2 separate regions of the Mus musculus genome follow, and region 2 is linked to region 1. Evidence: chromatin contacts called from public HiChIP or PLAC-seq data. All regions are on one chromosome and are shown on one strand. Each heading gives the region's core, a stretch centred on a gene start, on an enhancer-like site or on the middle of the called end of the contact. The rest is flanking DNA. Distances are from core to core; before and after follow the strand shown. Region 1 has its middle 55 kb from the start of Mir3471-2. Region 2 overlaps Lyn (LYN proto-oncogene, Src family tyrosine kinase).

Region 1 (3,818 bases), core at 569-3,068:
TAAAACAAAATGAGAACTTTGGAGACACAGCAGGACCAAAGGTCCAATGAGCATTTCTTACTGCCCAGGACTCAGTGAGGATTGAGACAGAGTCCTGGAGGGCAGGAAGGAAGACACAGGACTGAATTTGAAGGTGAGGATTGCTGGGAACAATGGGAAATGTGCTTAGAGACAGTGCTCTGTGTCACAGTGAGGGAAGCATCCAGGGACCCCAGGAAAACTACAGCAAGCACAGACTGAGGGTGAGGCCTTCAAGGGTGTTAGGGCTCACAGGATAAAGCAAAGGGTCTACAGTCAACAAAAGGATCACACCGAGTAGGAATGTACCAAGAAAACTTAAGCTAAGAGACATGTGTGTACTAGTAGACATATCATCTTAAAGGAACAAGGAGTTGGTATGACCCTGGAAATGATGAAAAAGACTTGGAGAAGCTGCAGAGATTTCTACCACCTACAAATCATAATTTTGTAGAGAAGTGTTCCTACAGCATGTTAATTCCAGAATCAAGGTGTGTGCTCAGTGCCAAGGGAAAGGCCCAGAAAGTCCTTGACTTAGGCCAAGAGAGGAAAAACCATCTGTACCACTGTGCATCCCTCCCCCCATTGCTGCAGTTTCAACCAGTTCATTTATAGTTTTTCACTCTTCCTGGTGTTCTTTATGCCACAAGGAATATGATACAAAGCCACTCTTTGTTTTCTCTAACAGTCCAGATACTCACATTCTATTTCCTTCTTCCCTTGCTTTTGTTAGACTGATTAGGCAAATTGTGTGCAGGGAAATAAACACACAGAAGATGAGGAACATAAAAATGCTTTGTTCACACCTGAGCCTCAGACAACCTTCAAGGTGACACACATTCTTCCAGTCACCAGTTCAAAGCTACGTGAAGCAAGACAGGTGTGCTCTAATTTAAGGATCAATAAATGACTCAGCAAGTTTTTACCCAGCACCTCTTCTATGCACTGATGATACGAACACAAACAAGAACTCATTTAAATATATTGTACATGTTATGGAAGAAATGCTCAGAGGTGACTATTGAGAGCCACGGAGCAGGCAGGAGGGGAAATGGTTCAGGTGGGAGGACAGATGTTAGCAAGAATGTGGGCATGAGGCAAAGGACAGCATCTGCCATGAAGGAAAATTTGGGAAAGGTGCTGAGCTCAGGAAGCATTTGTGAGCTGCAGAGCTGAGGAGGAGGAGGGTGCTGTGGACCACTGCTCCAGGTCCAGTTGGAACTCATGGAGAAGAGTTGTCAGGCATGAAAGGTGGTGAGATACAGACAGTGTGCAGACTTAGAAAGATGAGTAATAGAGGATCACAGAAGGGTACCGCCAGGGGTCATGGAGAGGGCAATGGGGGAAGCTGGCTCTGAAAGTGCTTTTGGTTTTCCAACTGTGAATGCACTTAATGTTGCTGATAGTGCTGAATATGGCTAAACTGCTGCATTTGATGCTATGTATATTTTAACCACAATTGTGTATGTGTCTGATGTGTATGGGGACAGGGCATAGACATGCCATACAACACATGTAGAGGTCACAGGGAAAGCTCAGGTGTCCTTGCCTTCCACCTCAGCTTTACATGGGACTGGGAGATTTGAACTCATTTTCCTGTTTGTGTGGCAAACGATGTACATACCAAGCCATCTTCAAGCTCCTATTTAATCACCACATTTGAAAATCAAAGAATAGGGAAGAAAAGAGAAAGAAGGAAGAGGATGAGAGGGGGCCGGGAGAGAAGAGAAACACCTCTAGTTGGCCTGCCTACACAGTGAAACTTGGAAAGAAGGAAGCTGAGGAGAGAGGAGAAAGAAGAGCTGTCAGCCAATTCTCTGTCTGAGATTTATGGGTGCTGGCCAAGTTTTAGGTCAGCTTGACACAAGCCAGTGTCTTTTAGAAAGAGAAAACCTGAATTGAAGAAGTGTTCCCATCAGATTGGCCTGTAGGCAAGCCTGTGGGCCACTTTTTAAATTAGTGATTGATGAAAGAGTGTGTGAAGAGCTGTGCTGTGAGCAATCGCCATTATAAGATGGTGCTGGCTTCCACTGCGCCTAACTAGTAAACAAGCCTTATGCTCAAGTGCAAGAGTGAATTCACGCCCAGTCATTGCCCATCTCGGGGCGTAGTAATGGGGTGATGGATGAGCAACTAATCAGGTGCTGTCATGCCACATCAGGTGCTGTAACGTCACGCTGCAGGCTATATAAGCAGCACCATTTTCTGAGTTCGGGGTCTTCCTTATGTTGAAGCAATAAAAGCATTGCCCTAGAAGGATCTGGTTGTCCAAGTGAATTCTTGCTGGCGAGATACTAGCTCAGGCAAGAAGTGGCTCCAAGAAACCCGGGAATTTATCATCACCAAGCGCTGATAGGAGACCCCCTGTTTCACGGGGCAGGTTCAGAACTACGGGATACTTTACAGCTCTACAAGGTACATACAGTCTTGAAATTTCTCCAGAATTAGATGCCCTTTTGATTGTTTTCACAGCGATTATTCCTTCCCTTTCGGTTTTGTTTTGCTTCCACCACTGGAACTACTGACTGGTTCTCAGTCGCGGTCAGGCCTGGACAGCGACCAGTATGGGAATCTCCCACTCTGTGGTGACTGCCTTATAGTCGGTCCTGAAGCAGCGTGGCTTGAAAGTCGCCACCAAGACACTAGAAGGCTTTGTAAAAGAGGTAGATCGCACAGCACCGTGGTTTGAGTGCTCAGGGTCCTTAACTATCCCCTCTTGGGAGAAACTCAAGGGAGATTTAGTTAGGGAACTAGAGAATGGCAAACTTAAAGCAGGAACCATGCCGTTGTGGAAGCTGAGAAGATCATGCTTAAAGGACAAGGAATGCCAACAAGTGGTTAAGGCAGGGCAGAGAATTCTGGAAGAAATTCAAGACAGTCTATCAGAGGTAGAGCGGGGAGAGAGATTAGGAGCAAAATGGACACATGGTGTATCAATTAAGCATACAGGCCTTTCCATGGACCTTGAGCCCGAGGAAAAGATAATGTCGAGAAAGAATACTCAGGGTGAGTTTGGAAGGAAGGAGAAGAAAAAAGAGATGAAGAAAGATCAATCAGTGGAGGTCCCTAGGAGAAGGAACCTATACCCACCACTAGATGAGTTTAAGCAGCTAGCTCTTAGTAGCTCAGAATCAGATGAGGGACTTAGACCCTCTGAGGAAACGGACTTGGAGGAGGAAGAAGCTCATTATGAGGGAGAAAGGTACCAGCAAGATAAAATGCAAGCTAATCAGTCCAGAAAAAGGCCAAAAGCAGCTGGCGAAAGCCAGCTTGCTGCTCGGCCTCTGGACTGTAGGCTTCAGGGTCCTAGTGCACGTCCGCCTTATGTGCAGAGGTATCATTCAGACTCATTCATTCCAAAAGAGGAACAGAGGAAAATGCAACAGGCATTTCCAGTCTTTGAAGGAGCCGAGGGAGGGCAAGTTCACACTCCGGTGGAGTATATACAGATTAAGGAGCTTGCCGAGTCTGTCCGTAACTATGGAGTCAGCGCCAATTTCACTATAGCACAAGTCAAAAGGCTTGCGGCTTTGGCAATGACTCCTGGAGATTGGACAACGGTGGTAAAAGCTGTGGTTCCAAATATGGGGATGTATCTTGAGTGGAAAGCATTATGGCAGGATTTCTGCCAGACGCAGGCAAGGGCTAATGCCACCATGGAAGGGGACCAAAGAATGTGGACTTTTGAATTACTTACAGGTCAGGGACAGCACGCTGCTAACCAGACAAATTATCATTGGGGAGCATACGCTCAGATCTCAGCTGCCACTGTTAAGGCGTGGAAAGCACTCTCCAGGAAG
Region 2 (3,436 bases), core at 627-3,126, 300 kb after region 1:
ACCATCGTTTAGAAGCTGAGCTCGGAAAAGCACTCTACCTGGAATAGAAAGCCAAAGTACACAAGGCTTGTTCAATACTGTTACTGCTTCAGAGAATCGCCTCCAAACGCTTTCAACAGGTGCCTAGCTTGAGTAGGTGTGTGTGGAGCCCTCCTAGCAAGTTCTTGGAATGTTCTTCAATGAGCTGACCCTGGGAATCCATGGCAGAGCATGAGCCCTTGCTGTCTGTGATGCTTGTATCTGTGTTTCCCACACAGGTTTCTAGTTAACTGAGTTTAGGCCTAAGTTGGGATTATTTCCAGCCTCAGCTTCTTTGCATGCCGTGCCCAGGGTCTATATAATTATTAGACTGTTAGCTAGGTGTGACCAGCATTTCAAAAAGGCAATAACTAAGGAGGACTGGAAACGGGCTCAGAGACCATCAGTAATGACCACACAGTTGTTTGTATCCCGCTGGGGCTCTAGAACCTGCCTCTGGCTCATTTCAGCAAGGGATCTCTCTGTCTCCTTAAGCCAAACATTCCATCCAGTTGTGTAACAACTGCTTGGCCCATTCTTCTGCTTAGTCCCAGCACGCTCTGCACTCTTCCACTTTCTTTGGCTTTAGTAAGTTTGCCTAAGGTTGGTGTGTCAGCGCAGTAAGAATAACTGAGGCATGATATATAAAATAAATAAATAAATCTTAAAACAAAAACAAAACCTTAGCTCATTTTACTGAGGGAGATTAGTAACAGCAGCAAAGTTGCACTAGATAAAAGTGAAATAGAAAAGATATACAGTGCGGCCTTTGTCTTAGAGGTGTTTATTATCTGGTTGCCGTGACAACAGTAAGCACCTGAACAGAATAAAAACAAAGGTAAAGCTACAACCCTTAGCTGCCAGTAGTGTTTGTGCAAAACAACACTGTAGAACAGGAGAAAGGTTCAGGGTGGGACTTGGTTGACTCTGGAAGGGGACCCAGGATGAGGCCTGGAAGGAAAGGAAGTGCTAAAGAGCTGCTCCTTTGCTGAGCAGTAGAGGGCAAGGGACTTGAGTGGGCTTCACAGCATGATGTAATGAGGCTGCTGCTCACAGTGATGGAGGAGTCTGGTCCTTCCAGATGAGCTGCTGCAGTTTAAGGCAGAATCTGGGGGGCAATGGACTCTATTAGAAGTAATCCTAATTGGAAGTGACTTCTAACTCTCTTAAACACACACACACAAACATACAGACAAGCACACACAAACACACACACACACACCATAAGCCTGCACACAAGCAAACACACGTAAACACACACACAAGCACACACAAACACACATCACAAACATGCACACAAACAAGCAAACACAAACACACACCACAAACATGCACACACACAAGCACACACAAACACGCACCACAAACATGCACATAAACAAACACAAATAAACACATACAAGCACACATGCACACACACCTTCATTCCTTATCCTTGACTGTAATTTGGTGGAACAATCCTCTAATTTATTTTAGAGCTCTGCCACACTTCCTGCCAGCACTAAGTGGCACCTTCTTCTCTCGAGGTCATTGTCTATTGGAATCCTTCATTCTGCCTCATGCCCTTGCTTTGTTGTCAGAGTATATTCAGTTCATCTTGAGGGACTGTGCTCAGAGGCTCTGGAGAGCTGGACCTACAGCTCTTCCTTAGCAAGATCTTGATAGAGTGAGTCTTACTAACAAGCACAGCCCTCATGTCCTGGTGCCTTATAATGAACTTGTATTATTAAAAATTCAATTTCTTCACTTCTTTTGTCTTAGTTCTGGTTTCTACCACAAATCATCATGGACTGCATGGCTCACACAACAGGCATTTACTTCTCAGAGTTCTAGGGATGTCCGGGAGGAAGTGCCAGCACATTCAGTTCCTGGCTCAGGCATGCACACATGCATGCACACATGCATGCACACACACACATTCTCCCTTAACAGCTATGGCTACCCAAGGTGGAAGGGACCAGGAAGCTCTCTGTGGTCTCTTGTGTAAGGACACCAAGTCTTCCATGATGCCCTGACTTATTACTTTACAACTGCCAACACATAAGGATCATATTGAGGGTCAGGGTATCAATATATGAATTTGGGGGCTACAACATCCAGAGAATAGCATATATTTCCTCACTTAAGAATCTAAGATTATGCCGGGCAGTGGTGGCGCATGCCTTTAATCTCAGCACTTGGGAGGCAGAGGCAGGTGGATGTCTGAGTTCAAGGCTAGCCTGGTCTACAAAGTGAGTTCCAGGACAGCCAGGGCTATACAGAGAAACCCTGTCTCGAAAAACTGAAAGAAAGGAAAAAAAAAAAAAAAAAAAAAAAAAAAAAAAAAAAAAACCAAACCAAAACCCATTACCATGGGGCTAAAAAGATAGCTCAGTAGTTAAGACCACAAACTGCTGTTAGAGAGGGCCCAAGTTCAGTTCCCCGTTCTCATGTTGGGCTGCTCTCAACTGCCTGCAACTCCAGCTCCAGGGGATCTGATGCCCCCTTCTGGCTTCTATGAGCAACTACATGCAATGTTTACACTGTCACACAAAAGATGCACAAACACACACATACACATATGAACACACACAGAGACATACAGATAATAAAACCTTCTTTGAAGTTATCATCATTGTAGATGTTAGGGACAGATTTTAGAAAGGATTCTAAGGGTGACTTTAGCACTATCTTAAAAATGTGAACAACAGGAATAATAATACACATGAAAGAATCTCAAAAGCTCAAGTTCTGTGTTTGTGTTTGTTTTGTTTTTCTTGATGGCCAACCATGACAGCCTATCTAGAATACAAGCCTGAGCCCCTTCTATTTGCAGATTGCAGAAGGCATGGCGTACATCGAGCGGAAGAACTACATCCACCGTGATCTGCGAGCTGCTAACGTCCTGGTCTCTGAGTCACTCATGTGCAAGATTGCAGACTTTGGCCTCGCGAGAGTCATCGAAGATAACGAGTACACAGCAAGGGAAGGTATGTGTGCTGGGCCACAGAGGCCATCTCACTGCAGGCTTGTGCTCTGCTTTCCACACTTTGACCCCCGTGCCTGATGCCCTCCTGTTTCTCCACCCCCAATTCCACCAAGTGTTCTCTCTGTTCCCACAGTCCTCACGTCTACCTTCAAGACAGGGGGTTGCTGTGTAACAAGATTCATAAACAGTAGCAACTATTTTCTTCTTCGCTGTTTCTTAGATAAGGGGTTGTTTTACTCTTTGGTACTGGGGATCAATGGACTAGGGCCTCGTGCTTGCAAGGGAAGAGCTCAACCACTGAGTGGTAGCACGGTCTTGCTGTGTAACCCAGGCTGGCCTCAAACTCTAAATCCTGCTGCCTTAGCTTCCCAAGTGCTGGGATTACACAGGTGTGTACATCCAGCCTCGTATTTCAATTCGTCAAACTAAAACAAAACTGAATTGGCAAAA

What was found. HiChIP or PLAC-seq counts read pairs in DNA pulled down with a chosen protein or histone mark.
Region 2: a contact with region 1 is called in an H3K27ac HiChIP or PLAC-seq map of microglia, with 8 times the contacts expected there. The contact joins two enhancer-like sites.

Annotation. Positions count from the first base shown.
Region 1 is chr4:3,480,458-3,484,275 of GRCm38.p6, forward strand. No RefSeq gene overlaps it. Among named protein-coding and RNA genes, the nearest start is that of Mir3471-2, 55 kb to the right of the region's middle. Within about 2 kb of position 1,819, at least 5 of the 459 cell types and tissues checked have an H3K27ac peak or open chromatin away from gene starts, as enhancers often do. A contact at or near this core is called in microglia, where this site is marked.
Region 2 is chr4:3,778,080-3,781,515 of GRCm38.p6, forward strand. Lyn (LYN proto-oncogene, Src family tyrosine kinase) reads left to right here. Exons shown (of 13, transcript NM_001111096.1): 11 at 2,834-2,987. Among named protein-coding and RNA genes, the nearest start is that of Gm22781, 17 kb to the right of the region's middle. Within about 2 kb of position 1,877, at least 22 of the 459 cell types and tissues checked have an H3K27ac peak or open chromatin away from gene starts, as enhancers often do. A contact at or near this core is called in microglia, where this site is marked.